3 separate regions of the Drosophila melanogaster genome follow, and regions 1 and 2 are each linked to region 3. The links are chromatin contacts, called in public HiChIP or PLAC-seq maps. All regions are on one chromosome and are shown on one strand. Each heading gives the region's core, a stretch centred on a gene start, on an enhancer-like site or on the middle of the called end of the contact. The rest is flanking DNA. Distances are from core to core; before and after follow the strand shown.

Evidence for each region. HiChIP or PLAC-seq counts read pairs in DNA pulled down with a chosen protein or histone mark.
Region 1: an H3K27ac HiChIP or PLAC-seq map of the Kc167 cell line shows a contact between it and region 3, with 4 times the contacts expected there. The contact joins the promoter of CG46309 here to the promoter of lace in region 3. A contact is called at or near these places in 4 of 107 Hi-C or Micro-C datasets (the Kc167 cell line, the ML-DmBG3-c2 cell line, the OSC cell line and 1 more) and 2 of 6 datasets of contacts at active chromatin or transcription factors (both in the Kc167 cell line).
Region 2: a CP190 HiChIP or PLAC-seq map of the Kc167 cell line shows a contact between it and region 3, with 10 times the contacts expected there. The contact joins the promoter of crp here to the promoter of lace in region 3. A contact is called at or near these places in 4 of 107 Hi-C or Micro-C datasets (the Kc167 cell line and the S2 cell line) and 2 of 6 datasets of contacts at active chromatin or transcription factors (both in the Kc167 cell line).

Annotation. Positions count from the first base shown.
Region 1 is chr2L:16,250,417-16,253,143 of dm6, forward strand. It overlaps CG46309, which reads right to left and starts at 1,372. Exons shown (of 6, transcript NM_001347787.1): 1 at 1,208-1,372. The coding sequence starts at 1,342. The coding sequence ends at 1,214. The region is part of intron 1 of PRL-1 (PRL-1 phosphatase); the gene reads right to left.
Region 2 is chr2L:16,286,411-16,289,110 of dm6, forward strand. crp (cropped) reads right to left here and starts at 1,320. Exons shown (of 3, transcript NM_001299047.1): 1 at 688-1,320. The coding sequence starts at 779. pkaap reads left to right here and starts at 1,880. Exons shown (of 4, transcript NM_135939.3): 1 at 1,880-2,061; 2 at 2,190-2,462. The coding sequence starts at 2,034.
Region 3 is chr2L:15,497,817-15,500,516 of dm6, forward strand. It overlaps lace (lace,), which reads left to right and starts at 1,311. Exons shown (of 4, transcript NM_057266.5): 1 at 1,311-1,608. The coding sequence starts at 1,405.

The sequences.
Region 1 (2,727 bases), core at 122-2,621, 750 kb after region 3:
TGGTGCATTACAATCGAAATCATTCAAGGGTTAGGGCTCACGTTGTACATAATATACATATATTGTACAATTTTGAAACAGGTGCCATAAGCATACAAAAATAATTTCAACATTTTTAGGATTTACCAACTTTTGCAATACTTAATTAGCAACCAAAATAGCCAATTTAGAATAAATAAAAGAAAACCGCCTTTATCAACTGAAATTTATCTGCGAGAACCAGAAAACATACGCAAGGAAAATCGTTGAAGTGGATTTTAAATGTATTGGTCGCCTGCTGTCTGAAAAAAAAAATATTAAAAATATTCCCTAAAAGTGATCCAAGATAATGACTGCTCATTTCCACGACCGTTTACATTATTTATATTCCGTTGATGATCATGAAAAGCATATGTATAAAATGAGTTCACAAATATAAAGACCGAAACAGAACAATGATTGTATAATATGTATTTCGCATATATACGTGTATATCCACACAAACGCGATAACTCTTTAAGCAAATATTCCATTTTCTATGGCCCCAGTGCGACCTGTGTTTATTTTTGCACTTTTGCCTAAAGTAGGCGAATATTTCTCTCGAAAATTGGCCAATTCCTTATGTTAAAGGCATTTCGATTATGGTATGTATTGGAGAATCCATTGTGGAATAGCTAGTGATATTGAAACGCGTGAAACTAATTAAGAAGCGGGCGCAAAAAAATAAAAACAAAACATATAAAAGGAACACTTTGTTGATAGAACTGAAAACTTTCACTTCTTCTCGGAATGCACCTAGTATATACCAGTACATTCTAGATTTGTCAGTGTGTGTGTGTGTTTACCTCATGACACGTTAAGCAACAACACTTTTTGTTGATGCTATATTTCCCAGTCGGTTTTTACTTGTGACTTATGCAATGTATTTTTTGTTTTGCGTCTTGGCGAAATTGAAAAATCACACAGGCAAATATATATGTAAATATCTATATATACATAGGTATTTCGCTATGCATTTAAGCAAATACAGTGATTAGTTGCTGATTACGACGGGGCGGCTTGTAACCCGTTGATATGGACTCCCGATTAGATATCGACAGGTGTTTGCCGGAAGACACTAATCGATTTTATCCGCGGATCGTAAAGCTTTCTCTCCTATCAGTTAATTCGAATATACTGAGGATTGGTCCTCCACATTCAGATTTGCCAGCGGATAAATTGTATTTACCTATCGTTAATCGCCCGTTATACGGCGAGATAGTATCTCGATTAAATATCGACAAGTGTCGATTCTGAGACGTTGATCGATTACGATTACCACAATAAGTAGACGCGTATTGCTGCGTGATGAGCACTCTCTCATGTTTTGCTATCGACTGGCGATTGTCAACTCTTCGCCGCCCATTTTACGCCACGGAAACGGCCGCTCCGTCCGGCAGTAAGTCTCCATTGCCGGGGAGAACGAAGAGAGAGTCGTGACGCACATCTCTCCAATCGCTCACGCAGAGAGCGAAAAAAAATTATCTACAGTCTGGTGCATATTTAAAGCGCTTTAAAAAGTCTGTTGTGCAAAAACAATAGAGGCAGGAAAAATAGAAACAATTTGCTTGGTTAGTTTTACTTTTCTACTGTTGAACATAATTAGCAGAGTTCAATGGACCATGAAAGGGCGAATTTTGTGCTTACTAAAAATGTTTAAATTTTAAAGCATTTTATTCGTTCTGGTATAGTAGTGACAATATAAGTAGTTCTGATTTAAAATCACGAGGGTATTTATTTTAAAATGTTAAATTGTTTAATTTTAGAAACTAGACAACAAGTTAGTTTGTATTCTGTTCTTTTTAAATATAGATCTTAAAATATTTTTTTCGACTTCGTCTCTGAAATAAGTTTCGAAAATAAACTCTACTAAAATTTTGAATATACCTGTATTTTCGAAGAAACGCAAATCATATTGACATTACCTAACAAACACTTATATTTATGACCAATACAAATTATTTCGCGTTAATGGCTTGGTATTTTAAAGTGCCAAAATGCTTATAGACATATAATCCGTAGGATATTCAAATAACTGTGTGGAAACGCTTTTTAAATCGGGGAATAAATAAATGATTGATAAGATCTTTAGCATATAAAGGTTTTTTTCCCCATCTAGCTACCTGACTTGGAAAGTGTTCAAATACAGCGAAGGAAAGTTTTGCAGTCAGATTATAACTTTTACGGGATGCCAAGGTCAGTCGTTATTTAAGGGCAATAAACAAAGCTAAATGCGGTTTATATTATGCACAGTTAATGAAGGCTACGGCGCACACAAACGTGTAACTTAATATGAAATTAGTCTTACATTTAAACCAGTTGATTATAATCGAGATGTAGGCAAATGGCATGACGACACTAATACCAAATTGCGGCTATATTGTTACTCGCTATATACAAACATACATGCATACATATGTACACATTTGTTCCACTTGAATGCTCCTCGCTACATACACAGATTTTCAAATACATTTTCCAATCAGTTAATACATCATAATGTCTTTAAACGACGAGTTTAATGAAATCAAACTTTTGATTCAAATCAACATAAAGATATTCGTGCAATTAGACAAAACTTCTTAACAGACTATTGTATCTTTGACAAAAAATACTTTTTGTTCTCTCCGAGGTAGCAGATGGTTTTGTCTGTGCGGAAAGTTGATTGGACTTTCCCGAAACAGGAGCAGACGACTTAGACCGAGGGCC
Region 2 (2,700 bases), core at 70-2,569, 790 kb after region 3:
TGTATCATACATATGTATCAAAGGTACAAATATTTGAGAAACTAAAAATACACCTCCATAATAGTATAGAAAAACCAAAAATGTATTTTTAATATTGTGGCTTCTACTGAACTCTACACTTCTAAAGTTAAAGCAAATAAAAAATCATCGTTTCTAACAGCTGTACCCTTGACTCATGTTTGTGCCATCACTGTTGCCCGTCTGCCGACACTGCTGACAAATTGACAAAACAGCCGTTTTACAATATGGACGCCGAAAGGCAGAGCGTAAAAACAGCAACAACACAAACGCTGGACGAGAGCGGCGGAAAAAAAGAGAGGATGTTGAGAAGGGGGCACAGACACGAACGACGAGACAAAAAAGGAGCACATTTATTCCAGCAACAAGAAAACGGCATGGAAATGGAATGGAATGCGACACACGCTAGCTTGCATGTGTGTGAGTGAGAGATGGGTCTTAATGGTGGTGGTGTTTTTGTGCCGTATTTGTTTTGTCGGCAAAACGGCGGCAAAAAGCAAACGAGAGAATTAGAGAGAGCGCGAGTGATACGGTGACGGAGAAAAGGGAGAGCACTAGCAAAGTAGTAAAAATAATCAATAATTTGCGTGATAAAAATGCAAGCCAAGCTGTTGACTCGCCTTGTTTTTATTTGAAACAAAAGAGATTTCGATTAAGATGCAAACTTACTGCAATTCCTCATCCAATTCCTCGGCGCTGTTGTATTCGGCGTGCTCTAGAATAACTTCCTCCGTTTTGATGGCAACCGGTACGGCGGACATGTTTAATCGTGTTTGTGTATTTGCTTACTATCGTGGCCAAAATGTCTGTGCCACGTGGTTTTTGTTGTTGCGCTGCTACTGCTGCTGCTTGACGGCTACATAAACATTTGCAATTTATTTATAGCCTGTTAACTTTATTGTATTTCGAACATACACATGCGTCAGCTGGTCTCAGCTGCTTTTTGTATTTAGCGGCAAATTGTTTGCCCGTCTCACTCACACTCGCACACACTAGCACTGCACACACAAGAGAGAGAGAGAGAGATGGGGATGGAGAGCGACTCTTAGCGCGTCCAAAAGTTCTTCAATTCACTATTCTGCACTCTATGACTTTTGCGCTCTTAGTGAGCATGAGATTTGCGTATTCAAATTCGCAGATGTTTTTTGTTTTAATTTGCCACCGCACTGGCACCAACACACGCGCGCTAATAGATTTCTGTAGACGGCGAATTGGCTGCACTGTACGATTTTTCCGATCGGAAGATGCGATATCCGTCCGGTCCGCTACGTGCGTTCAATTCGGCGATAAACAGCAGAGTGACCACGGCTGCCAAGGAAAAAATCGCACATAGGGAAATACATTGATGGCACTATCGATTACATTGATGCCACTGCGATATTTCGTATTTTTGCGCTTCACAACACTGAATTTTCGTTTGCTAAGGCGCCACCTATCTGCTTAATGTTTATATCCACCAATACGCCATCTGAATGGGTAAATTTGCAAAAATTGAAGACCGCGTTGTCCCAAAAAATTTCATAACTTTATTAATTTTAAACTAAAACTGAACTCCAAATATTTAAGTATTACAATATTTAAACATCGAAATAAGCGCAATTTCTACATTTTCTTTGTGAATATTGTGAATTATGTTTTCGCCGCTATTAGCCAACCGGTATTATGAATTTTCTTTCCGCAGCGAAAATTCGCCCAGTATTATGAATTCGCTTTTCGCCGTTAATATTCGCTGTGTTTCTGTGAGTTCGCTTTTCGCCGCTTGAATTCGCTGTTCGTTAAGATTGGTTTCGAATCCTTTTAGCAAAGACTCAACCCAAAACTGTGCAAACAGAGTGGCCAGCCAGCGAAAAAAAATTAAAAAGATTAGGTCGCAAAAAAAACCCTATCGCCTAAAACCATTTTCATAATATTTACCGTCGCACTGCATTAAATTATTTCATCGAATCTCCAGTTAATCGGCATTTTGAAGCACAAGAAGCACTTCTCGAATCAACCGAAAGCCGGAGAATGTAAAGATGTTAAATTACATCAAGAGGCACGCCAGTGAGTTAAAGAAATTAAAGAAATTTCGCTGCTGTTTTCACCCAACTCCCCTTCCCCGTTTCTTCTTCACCCCTCTTCCTCTTCTGTTGACACCAATTATATTTGGTTTTTTGTTGATTTTTATTTAGGCCGACGTCGCAGCAGCCAAGATGCCACGGATGCCATTTGTGGCCAAATGCCAGCGTATGATGTGGACACCAACGACGTTGCTGGAGCTGGTGATGCAGCCAACGCTCACAAACGACACTCGCTGCGCTCCACAACCAGTTTCTGCGACGAAGTGTTCCTAGAAGCGGAGGAGGAGGGCGGCGTGGGAACCACAGGAGGAGGAGGAGGAGGAGGAGGTGGTGGTGGTGGTGGAGGAGCCCCCTCCGATGGCATCAGTCTCGCCAGCAACGATGGTAATTACCTCATTGCCCATTGTTCAATTGCTCATCACGTTGGCACCTTTGAAACTGAAATGATTGGCAAATCGCAGCGTTATTCTCGACTTTCCATGATAAAACGTAGATAACACTGTTAATGCTTATAAGGAGCGATTCCACGTATCGAAAATCCTTAAAAGTGTGTCTACATAATAGTTGTAATTGTTGTAATCTTGAAACTCATTCACATATGGCAATTGGCATTTATGCTTTA
Region 3 (2,700 bases), core at 61-2,560:
AATATCCTCATCCTTGATTAAGTGCTTTGAGAAATAAATGAAACCTTCTCGAAAAGGGTATGTGATTTTCCCTCTGGCATCGGCGGAAACTTTTGCCTTCAGGGTGCCGCTGGCGTCGATCGGCAATCGCTGGATGAAAACCCGACGTGACCCGCTTTCTGGGCCTGCGGCTCAAAGGGCTTCAGCCCTGACAGTAGCACCCACTTTGGTGACTTGGACTCAGATTGGGTTTCAAATTTTTGGCATCTCCGGCTACGACAATTTGGCAATCATTTGCATATCGATGTAGCGATCGGTGCAGCTTTTGCCGGGGAACGTGTTGGCATTTTGCAGAGGCTACATCTGCCACAAAAGCTTCCAACTCAATTAGAAGCCTTAGCGTCGTTTTCATGTTGTTTACCCACAGTTGGGATGCGGCGCATACTGAAAACGAAACTGAAATGCGAGTTCAATGTTTTGATTTTGAAATGGGCTCTGAAAATCCTTGAAAAGTGTCATCGGCCGGCCACAGCAGATTAATTTACAAAATAGTCGAAATTCTTCCGCAATAAAATGTGAAGAAAAACAAAAGCCTGCGGTATGGAGATGATCTATTTATGAGGCGAAATCCACTGCCCGAGACGTGTCTCCTTGCGGCAAAGAGTCAACGCACTTCGCAGCTCATGAATTTTACTACAATTGCCGCTTTACGCACTTTTATCTGAATATCTGTTGCCTGAAATTCTGTTTTCCTCCTTTTCTTTGTGCATTTTAATCTAATTTATTATTGCCGGCGAGGCGGAATTTTTCTTTGCGTAAGTTTTGGACCGATTTTAATGCTCAAGGGGAAAATGCTTGACGTGTTAAGTCTGAAAACTTGTGGTTTCTAATATGTAATGGAATATAAAACATTATTTTTTTTAGCTTATCTCCCACTTAAATGATACATTGTTGAACCCTCGTATCATATATAAATTTATATATTTTCATTAAATTGCTGTCAAATAATTTAAGTTGAACCCCTATGTGACTAAAATAGAAACCATTTTAGTTTAAATAAATTTCTTTGAAAATCTAATTAATACAAAAATCTACTTCTCTTTTGCGACATCTGGCGCTCAGAAAGTATACTAAACAGCACTGTGGCTTGAACTGCTTGCATGGTGGAGGTATTCGCTAGGAGCTGGCAGTACTAAAAGCAGAGAACACAACCGGAAGCGTTATTCCACAAAATGTGGCCTTTTAAATTATATGTGAAAATACGATAAGTACCTTAAAATACCGAAGGCGCGCAGTTTTCAGTATAACAGCTGGCCGAGTAACTGGCCACACCATTCCAATTAGAAAGAAACCTATTTAAGCAAAACGCATCGATCTCTCCGTAATTTTTTGTCCGCTGAGTAATCGGAAATCGGCAACGGAATAATGGGCAATTTCGACGGCGATTCTGGAACGGTTTTCGAGCAGAGCTATGCGACGACCAACGGAAACGGAAAGGTGCCGAATGGCAATGGGGCGGCAGATCTCAGTGCCCCGGAAAAACAGGAACTTCTCCGGAAGTTCTCGGCACCCGCGTACACTGAAATTCGCACGCGACGCTGCCAGCCGAAGCCCGCAAACGACGCCCAGGTGAGCCAGGCATTTTCGCTCAGTGTGCGGGGTGAAACGCGAGTTAAACACTTGGACGAAACGAAAATAACGAGCTAAAAGGCCATAAAAATTGGCCAAAAATGTGGTTCCATAGCTGGTTCCATTCACCCTCTCGCTCGCTCTTCCAGCCGGCGAATTATTGATTTTGTGTGAGAGCGAGGGAGCGCGCATAAGAGAGAGGGAGAGAGAGTGAGAGTGAAGGCGTGCGTCAGCTGGAGAATTTCGGCCCAATTTTTGCTGCCCTTTTTGGCGATTTTCCTCCGCTTTTCCCGCTTCTGGGTCATCGGGCAGCCACAGCTGTTTTCCCTCCACTGCAGTGTTTTCCTCGCGTGTTTTCCTTTTCGCCGCGAGTGCTGACCATTTGGCGTATTTTGGCTACTTCCGGATGATAGAAACTATTAGAACTCTGCGGAAATATCCTATCATCATATACGATCAGAGAGTTATTTCATAAATTGTGATCATGAAAGGCAATTTGTAGTGTTGGAAATTAAAGTATTGGGCAATATTATTTCACTTTCATTATTATAATTTTAAGTAGTCTATACATTCCTCTGAGATAGCTATCTTACAATTGACTAAGCCCTAAGATAAGAACATCAGCATGTTAAAGTAACTTAGATTTCAGAAATTTCATAATACCTATTTTAGATGTGCGTTAAACTGTTTGGTACGCTAGTCCATTTTACCACATGCACTCTCTAATCTAGCCATTGTCTCTTCTTCGGCACTCCTGCACTCATTCGAAATTTTCCTAGTGACTGGAGTACGACCCCAAAGCAAACACACACATAAGTACGTAGTTTGGGTGCACAATGTGTGTGGGGAGAGCGGCACAATGCTGGTCTGGTCATAATATTGTCATGCCACGCCATGCCCGGCTCGCCTTATCAGGCCCATTCCACCAGTCTTTTACGTAAAGCCTCGCAGAATGCGATTCGCTGGTGAATCACAATGCTCCGCAATCTCCGAAGGCAGCGGTTTTGGGTGGGCGTTGATTTGTCGGTGATAAGAGTTTTGTTTTAAAATTCATGGACTCTCCCTGCGTCTGGGCTGCCAAAGAATAACTGT